Linked DNA regions of Mus musculus: regions 1 and 3 are each linked to region 2. Evidence: chromatin contacts called from public Hi-C data. All regions are on one chromosome and are shown on one strand. Each heading gives the region's core, a stretch centred on a gene start, on an enhancer-like site or on the middle of the called end of the contact. The rest is flanking DNA. Distances are from core to core; before and after follow the strand shown. Region 1 overlaps Scin (scinderin). Region 2 overlaps Dgkb (diacylglycerol kinase, beta). Region 3 has its middle 39 kb from the start of Gm24434.

Evidence for each region. Hi-C and Micro-C count contacts between places; a contact is called where the count stands out from the background.
Region 1: a contact with region 2 is called in a Hi-C map of the N1E-115 cell line, with 11 times the contacts expected there. The contact joins two enhancer-like sites. A contact is called at or near these places in 1 of 15 datasets of contacts at CTCF or cohesin (pro-B cells) and 19 of 484 Hi-C or Micro-C datasets (the G1E-ER4 cell line, the HPC-7 cell line, the N1E-115 cell line and 12 more).
Region 3: a contact with region 2 is called in a Hi-C map of the N1E-115 cell line, with 7 times the contacts expected there. The contact joins two enhancer-like sites. A contact is called at or near these places in 4 of 484 Hi-C or Micro-C datasets (the N1E-115 cell line, cardiomyocytes, muscle stem cells and 1 more) and 2 of 115 datasets of contacts at active chromatin or transcription factors (astrocytes and large pre-B cells).

The regions. Positions count from the first base shown.
Region 1 is chr12:40,066,171-40,069,216 of GRCm38.p6, reverse strand. Scin (scinderin) reads left to right here. Exons shown (of 16, transcript NM_001146196.1): 13 at 181-302. Among named protein-coding and RNA genes, the nearest start is that of Arl4aos, 30 kb to the right of the region's middle. Within about 2 kb of position 1,271, at least 2 of the 459 cell types and tissues checked have an H3K27ac peak or open chromatin away from gene starts, as enhancers often do. A contact at or near this core is called in the N1E-115 cell line, where this site is marked.
Region 2 is chr12:38,135,257-38,137,956 of GRCm38.p6, reverse strand. It overlaps Dgkb (diacylglycerol kinase, beta), which reads right to left. Exons shown (of 26, transcript NM_001361686.1): 10 at 1,299-1,416. Among named protein-coding and RNA genes, the nearest start is that of Gm52011, 230 kb to the left of the region's middle. Within about 2 kb of position 1,351, at least 3 of the 459 cell types and tissues checked have an H3K27ac peak or open chromatin away from gene starts, as enhancers often do. A contact at or near this core is called in the N1E-115 cell line, where this site is marked.
Region 3 is chr12:39,659,129-39,661,834 of GRCm38.p6, reverse strand. No RefSeq gene overlaps it. Among named protein-coding and RNA genes, the nearest start is that of Gm24434, 39 kb to the right of the region's middle. Within about 2 kb of position 1,439, at least 2 of the 459 cell types and tissues checked have an H3K27ac peak or open chromatin away from gene starts, as enhancers often do. A contact at or near this core is called in the N1E-115 cell line, where this site is marked.

The DNA of each region.
Region 1 (3,046 bases), core at 22-2,521, 1.9 Mb before region 2:
TCAATAAAAAATCATTTTTCTTATCATTAGAGTTGTGTAAGGATGCTTCTGTTAATTGCAAGTGTTGATGGCATCTGGTATCATTTAGTTAGGATGAAATAATATTGTCATTGATGTGAAATCCTATGAAGTATATATGCTCCTGAATATGTACTAAGTAACTCATTGTGCATTCCGTAGAGGAATTCTGGAACTCTCTTGGAGGGAGGGGAGACTACCAGACTTCACCATTGCTAGAAACTCGGGCTGAAGACCATCCACCTCGGCTTTATGGTTGCTCCAACAAAACTGGAAGATTCATTGTAAGTGTCTTAGCTAGACAGAGCCTAATGACAGCATCCTGTCCTGGTTTGAAGAACTTTCAAATGTGGGACAACTGGGTTTGGCTTCTCTGTATACTGTAGGTGACAATCTTTACTCTGTGCAAGTAGTTTAAGGCCTAATGATATGGCAGATGCAGAAACATCTAGAAAACTCTATAGTATATAAATCAAAATGTCCTTAAAAATATCTATCTCACATCTGTATCAGCATTTAGTGTTTCTTTGTGAAATGCGGATGGCTGGTTCTGCTCATTTAGTACTTAGTTTCTGGGGGGGGGGGCGGCGGTTGCGGGGGGAGTAGAGCCATCATTTCTCATCTAAGTGTAAACAGAAGAATAGATTTTTTCCCAGGCTGACTGAATGAAACAAACAAATAAACACACACACACACACACACACACACACACACACACACACACACACACACACGGGGTTATTAAGGTCATTGAACAAAGCCACAGAGAACTTTGTGCACCTCTGAAAATTACCTAACACCAAGAGTAATTTTTTTTTTTTTTGAGACAGGGTTTCTCTGTGTAGCCCTGGCTCTTCTGGAACTCACTCTGTAGACCAGGCTGGCCACCTGCCTCTGCCTCCCAAGTGCTGGGATTAAAGGCATGCGCCACCACAGCCCAGCCTGTAATGTTTTGTTTTCTAGTCCTTTATAGTTCAGGCAATTAAAAGTAACAGTAGGAGACTGTGAATATCTATTGTGTGACACCATTCCTAGGGAGATGTGAATAACCTGTCTACTTGCCCCAGATAGGAAACCAATGACAGGCCAATGAACAGAAACCACCAAAGTCCAACTTGGTGAACCAATGAGTTTTATTAGTGTTCCTTTCAGGAATAGGAATGACTCAAAGGCAGCTGCATCATCAAAAGCCATCTCCTACATGGGTGATGTCTCATGAAAACTGGAAACCTGGACGTCACTGCACAACCTATAGGTGGCTTAGTGGATTGGAGACTGTCTCTTCCAAGCAGCTTGTCTTAGTCTGAGAGTATTTCTCAGCAGTCATTATGATTAGATATGCTTTGGGAGGGAGGGAGCCTAACACATCTAATCAGTTTCAGGACTTCCTGAAGCTTTTCAGATGTTTACTTCATGGATGTAATGCAGGAGAGGTTGTTTCACCTCCCTTTACAACATCCAGAGTCATAATGAGCATCCCATAATGAGATGAGATGTTTCATCTGGAGGAAATTGTTGCACAACAAAGTCTTAGTTTAAGCTGTTGTTACATGAATGTAGCAGACTGGAGTGTTTAAACAGTAAGCACAGCTTTCTCACATCCTTGAACCTGGGAGGTTCAAGGCACCAGCATATCTGTTGTCTAGAGAGGGCCTTTCTAGCTAGCATCTTTACATAGCCCAGTGAGCTGCTATATCTCTTCTGAGTACACTGCTGTTGTCAATGGGCCTTATCCTTGTGACCTCATTGTGAGCATCAGCCTCCATCCACCCCCTGATTCTGAACAAAAACATGCAGTTTGTATCAGTACATGATTTTGTAATGGGTTCTGAAATTTCATCCTGGGCTCCAGCCATTTACCTCAACTTATTCAGAAAAGTCTGACCATCTTAGACATGCTAGACTTTTGTGTGAAGAATGTTGAAGGAGAGATCTTTCTCATCCTGGCAAATAAAAACTTAATTTTCATCACACAAAACTAAGTGCTCACCAGATTCATTACTAGAAATAAAGTGCTAAAGGAACTGTCCATTTATTAAAAACATACTTGGAGCTTACAAATGATTTGACTTGAAATTTTAAGATATAATGATGGGTAGTGATAAATATTAATTTTGGGGACCACAGTTTCCCATCTACCATAGAGAATCCTTGAACTTGCTGTACTTTATGTTTACTATATGAAAAGTCTCTTTTGTTGATTATTAATATTATATCATATCCAAACAGCTTCTCTTTTGCACATGGTTCACACATGCTTATGTAATTTGTTTTATTTGCTAATATTGCTGTAAATTAGATTCTTAAGAATTTCATTTTATAACTTTCATACATAAGTACTATGTCATTTCTATCTATCCCTCTTCCCCATCCAATGCCATTCATGTTCTCCCCGCACGCTCTCAAGTTCATGAACACTTCTTGGATGTACATACTCACACACACACCCTATTCAGTTCATTTATTGCTGTACATTTAGGCCTATGTACATGTATTATAGTTGGACAGCTTGGGATTGGATATGAAGGGGCTCATCCTTGGAGAAATCCTATTTTCCATCTCCCAGCAGCCATTGGTTTTCTGTTGCTCTTCATATAGGGGCAAGGCCTTCTGAAATGTCCCCATCCATGTTGGCATGTTGAATGGTACTGTCCTTACTCAGGTCTCATTCAGGAAACCATATTGGTGAGATTTTATGGGTTCAGCTAAAAGACACTACCTAGAAGTTGGGGCTGAAATAATTTTCCAATGCAAGGGTATCTTGGCAATTAGGAGTCAAGGAATACTTCAAAGTCACACCATGCAACACACCTCACACAAGAGATTTAGTGGGGGGCAAACACAGAATGACAGTCCCTGAGTCATGGGACTGGGGGGGGGAGGGTTAAGTCCTATGTTTGGGGAAAGGCTTGGCAGGTGATTTTCCACTAGTCTGTAGTACCCTATAGGGTACCACAGGGGTCCTGGTCACCTGACTTTTTACAATATTTCTGTCTTCTCTTTTGTGCTGTTCTCTGAACCTTAAGTT
Region 2 (2,700 bases), core at 102-2,601:
CACACCTGGCTTAAGTATAGTTCTTAATGTTAAATAATATACCTGGAGAAAAAAATCTTAAAGCATATTGCATAGCAGAAATTGATGTGGCTGAATTGCTGGATCAGTGGAGAACTTAACCTTATTTCAGAGAATATAAACTTTATTTTAGGTAAAAAATATTATGGATTAAATCAGTACTAGATGATTTTATAAATTAACTTACACACATATTTACATACACTCTCTTAGCAAATCTCTAACAGCTCTGGCTGCATATGTAGCAGAAGATGGCCTAGTCGGCCATCACTGGGAAGAGAGGCCTCTTGGTATTGAAAACTTTATATGCTCCAGTACAGGGGAATGCCAGGGCCAAGAAGTGGGAGTGGGTGGGTAGGGGAGCAGGGCAGAGGGAGGGTATAGGGAACTTTCAGGATAGCATTTGAAATGCATATATAGAAAATATCTAATAAAAAATAAATAAATAAAATGTAAATACATAAAATATCCAATAAAAATAAAATAAATGGAAAAAAGAAAAAAAGAATAAAATAAATCTTGCAAGACAAGGAAACAGAAAATATCAAAATGAATATGACTTATAATGCCTTATATTCCAATATTGATATTCATATGAAGATTTTCCTTTATGTAAAGTAACATACCAGAGGCATTTAGCAGGTGACTCAGCAGGCAAAGCACTTGCTACCAATGACTATAACTCAGATCTCAAGAACTCATTTAAAAAATTGACCACCTGTGAGTACCTCAGTGTACTGGAGGTAGAGAGTCTCCCAGATGCAATAGGATGCAATGTAAAGTCGTTGAGATATAAGTCAATACGAAAATTTGGGTCCATATATAAGGTGGGAGCAATGGAGAAAGTCACTAGATATTAATCTTAGATTATGAACACACACACACATGAGCAAGCATAGACATGAGAACACACCCCCACTCACCCACATACCCCCCACTTTTGTACTCCATAAATATGTAAAACTGAGAGCTGTAATGGTTAACTTATAAGGGGAATATATGAGAAAGCAGTGAAAAATGTCTAAATACTCCAAGGAGAAATGAGAAGCACAAATACTTAAAATTTAAACTACAATACAAAGAAATACCCATGGAATTGGAACACATCATTTATTTCCTTTGAAAGGAAGTTGGCCAGTGACCTGAACATTGAGCAGCTACAGGGAAAGATGTACAATAAGCATTTTGGCCTGGGGTATGACACACAAACAGGAGAGCTGCATGAGCTCAGTGTCCCCTTCAAGCAAGGTGATGACATCAGGCAGAGCCAGTGAACTCACAGGAGCAGCAGAGGCCCTGCTTCCCCACGCCAATCAGCATGTTCAGGCAGAGATTGCAGTAGGCAGGCTTGTTAAAGTGCTTGAGTCGCCACACATGCTGTCCATCATCCTTCACATTCTGCAGAAGACGGGAAAGAAACAGATTTCACTTTAATGAAATAAACAGTGGACTCTGCAAGTGCCAATCGAGCTCAGGCAGGACTGATGCGTGTGCAGACAATCTGTTCCTTCATCTTGGCTCTCTCCAGTACAAGAGTGCCACAGAGACTTCAGGAAAACCAAAGTGTTCTCTTGCCTGGTGAGACGCTGAAATGAATCTGACAGGCTACAGTGACCCATGAGATCTTGTCTAATGTACCCAGCAACCTCCACGATGACCCGCCAAACAGAACTCCCTGTGAAGACAAGGGCATGCCTTCGTGGCCATGGAGTAGCTCATGCTTAGCACAATTCCATAAACAAATGAACAAAGAAATTGAAACTTGTAAAGACTTAACTGTGGATTTGTGTTGGGCAAAAAAAAAAAAAAAAACAAAAAAAAAAAAAAAACAAAAAAAAAAACAAAAACAAAAACAAAAAACAAAAAAACAAAAAACAAAAAATTTAGAGTGAGGGTAGGTTTGTAAGACAGAAAAATGTGATGTAATTGCATGTTTTATGTGTAGGGGCACTATAGAAAGATAACACAGCTCATATCTTATTTTTATTAATAATAAAATATTAATAATAATGCTTCTAGCCACAGTGAGAGCCAGGACACTGATTTATAATATCTATGAATCCACAGTAACTACTTCTCACATTAGAATAAGAAATGTCAAATTTGCATCGTAAGATGAAACATTAATGAACATGCCTCCTAGGAGGTACTTGTCAACGGCCCCTTGAAGTTTAGCAAGTTTTGATGGCAGAAACACTGCCTTGTTTTTTGTCCCAAGCAGCCATTTGAAATACAATTGATGACTGAAGACCCTGCACTATGGAGATGTCCAGATGAGAGGACAAGCTTATATGGTACCCATGCTAATAAAAACAGGCTACACAGATTTCTGCCCTACAGAGAGGTTTGGTTCCCCAAGCCGTTGGAACTGGGGTCTGATACTAAGTGTTGCATTTAGTAGGCTCACATTCTTTCATCTCAGGCTAAGAGAAAAAGGCAACCCAGCTGAGCTGTGAAATGCCTATTGCTTGCTATCTTGTGAGTCATATACCAACTGTCTCTGGCCCAGAGATTCTCAGGTACCAAGGGAGCTGCAGTGAGCTGATCCCTTACCTACAACCTTAGGTTAATCTCAGACCCCTCTCCATTTCTTAGCAATATTCAAGTTTGTCTTTTGGATAAAGGAATGAGAATGTTTCAACAAAAGCAACTGAGTAAATGGTGATAGTTCTCTTGGCAACC
Region 3 (2,706 bases), core at 190-2,689, 1.5 Mb before region 2:
CAGAAGCTTACCACTGACGGCCCTAGGACTTACCACCTCAATTATATGCTTCATTTCTTTCTTTTTTATTGGATATTTTCTTTATTTACATTTCAAATGTTATCCCTTTTCCAGCTTTCCCCTCCAAAACCCTCTATCCACTCCCACCTCCCCATGCTCAACAACCCACCCATACCTGCTTCCTGGCCCTAGCATTAACCTATACTAGGACATGGAACTTTCACAGGACCAAGAGCTTCTCCTCCCATTGATGACCAACTAGGCAGTCCTCTGCTACTTACGCAGCTAAAGCCATGAGTCCCAGTATGTGTTTTCTTTGGTTGGTGGCTTAGTTCCTGGGAGCTCTGGAGATGCTGGTCACTTCATATTGTTGTTCTTCCTATGGGGCTGCAAGACCCTTAAACTCCTAGGGTACTTTCTCTAGCTCCTTCATTGAGGACCCTGTGCTCTGTGTAAGGGATGACTGTGAGCAACCATAAGGAAAATTTTTACATCAAGAGTCACATGAATTAAATGTAACTGCAAAACTGGCTTGTCCATGTGTTCTATAGAAAAATAGGGAAACAGAGGACTAATATAAAGAATTGTATTGGCCCTGGGTGAAGGTGATGAAGGTCCCTTTTAGCTATAGTTTCTCCACTGTATTTAAAAGGTCTTTTTGCAGTTGTATTGAGAACAAATGGAGCTATTGTGTGGTGAAAACTATTGGAAGAGCTTTAGTGGAATACTTTGTGTGGGTGTAGGGTGAAGTTCAATAAATAAAATATTGGAAAGAGAAGGCAAAAACATAAGTATGAGCATAATAAGAAAGAAAGAGAGATCAAATGGAGGAGCCCGAGTATGCAGAAACCTTAGTCTTTATGGCTCATTTCAAATCTATTATCATTTGCAGGCATAGAAGCAACATTGTTTGAGGAGGACACAAATCTATCCTTAGCAGCAGTCTGGTCTAGTCCTGTTTTAATTTTCGAGCACTGCAGCAGTCATTGAGTCCAGCTGGTCCTGAAGGATGTTAAGCAGATCAGAGCTGACAAGAGAGATGGGTTAATTGATGTAAAGATAGCTTCAGTCTAGCTGTTTTCGTTTTTTTTGAGTCCCTAAAATGAAGTCCAGTATGGCAAGAAGAGGGATGATGGATGGCCCATGGCCCATTAGTCCCCTTTAGAGATCAGCCAAAGTGCTTTCAGGCGTTTGGGAGTGTTGATCTCTTGGCAACAGCTTCATAGCTGACTGATAAGCGATAAAGGAAGTGGCAGTTAGAGTTCTTCATAAAAGGGCCTCTAAGGGGCCATGATAAAACTTAACAGTTGTTAAAGACCTAGATCATAAGTCAGGAGGCAATAAACTGTACAACTTCTTTCCTTGGGAGCATTAAGTAGCAAAGTTATACGAGGATAACTTTTACATCAGGATTAACAAGAGTTAAGTGCAAGCACGCAACTGGCTTGTCCAAGTGTCTTGTAGAAGGACACAGTAATTGTAATTAGTTGTTTGTGACATTAGTCTCCTGCATAAGGAACAAATACCTGGAAGATTTTAAAAGCGGTCAATTAAAATCATCATCCAATGCATGACTTGGATCAGAAAGTGTCTAAGTGATATTCCCTCCTTTCACAGAGTGTCTTTGTTAGGGTTTCTATTTCTATAAAGAGACGCAGTGACCACAGAAACTCTTTTCAAAGAAAGCATTTCATTGGGGCTAGCTTACAGTTTCAGAGGTTTAGACCGTTATCATTATGGTGGGAAGCAAAGTGGCATGTAGGTAGACATGGTGCTGGAGAGGTAGCTGAATTCTACATCTGGATCTGAAGGCAATAGGAAGTAACTGAGCTATTAAGCCTGGTCTTGAGATTTTTAGAGCACAAAACCCACCCCACAGTGACACATTTCCTCCTACAAGGCCACATCAAATCCTACAAGACCACACCCCCTAATAATACCACTCCCTATTGACCAAGCATCCAAATACTTCAATTATGGGAGCCATTCCTATTCAAACCACCACCATATGAACATTACATATTTGTTTAAAGTATTAGCAATATCAGCAATTACTGAATGAATTTCAAGTAAAATACAATTATTGATTAGAAAAAATTTGTAAGGTAAAAATTTAAATGGAGATTATTACTTTAAATGTCTGTATCTAGTGTTTGAAAACATCTCTTAATACGTATTTTGTTACCATCAATATATATATATATATATACATATATATATATATATATATATATATATTCCAAGATTATGTAGTAAATATAAGACCACAGAAAGAGATAATTATTTTTCCTGAAAAGAAATGATTTTCCCTTTCTAATTTAAAAGTATGCTTTCAAAGACTGATTGCTTTGTCAAGTGCAAATGATTCACTTTATAAAATTTTCTAAAATTAGCCTTATTGATGGAACCTTTTAAAAAATTTTTTACATTTTCATTCCATACATTCAACCCACAGATAAAAGATGAAAGCAGTCAGTCATGATAAATCTGTAACAAACGATTTACATGTAATAGGGATGGAATTAACATAGAAGGAGAAGGCCAACTCTTTACTCCTTTTGTCTCCAGGTCATCATACACTGACCCCAGCATGCATATTTCTTAACATCAGTATATTTAAAAATCAATTGAGTCTTTAGAGGCATAATTTGTAAAGCAAGATAACTAAATTAAATGAGCTATAGCAAACATTGACTTTTAGATTTT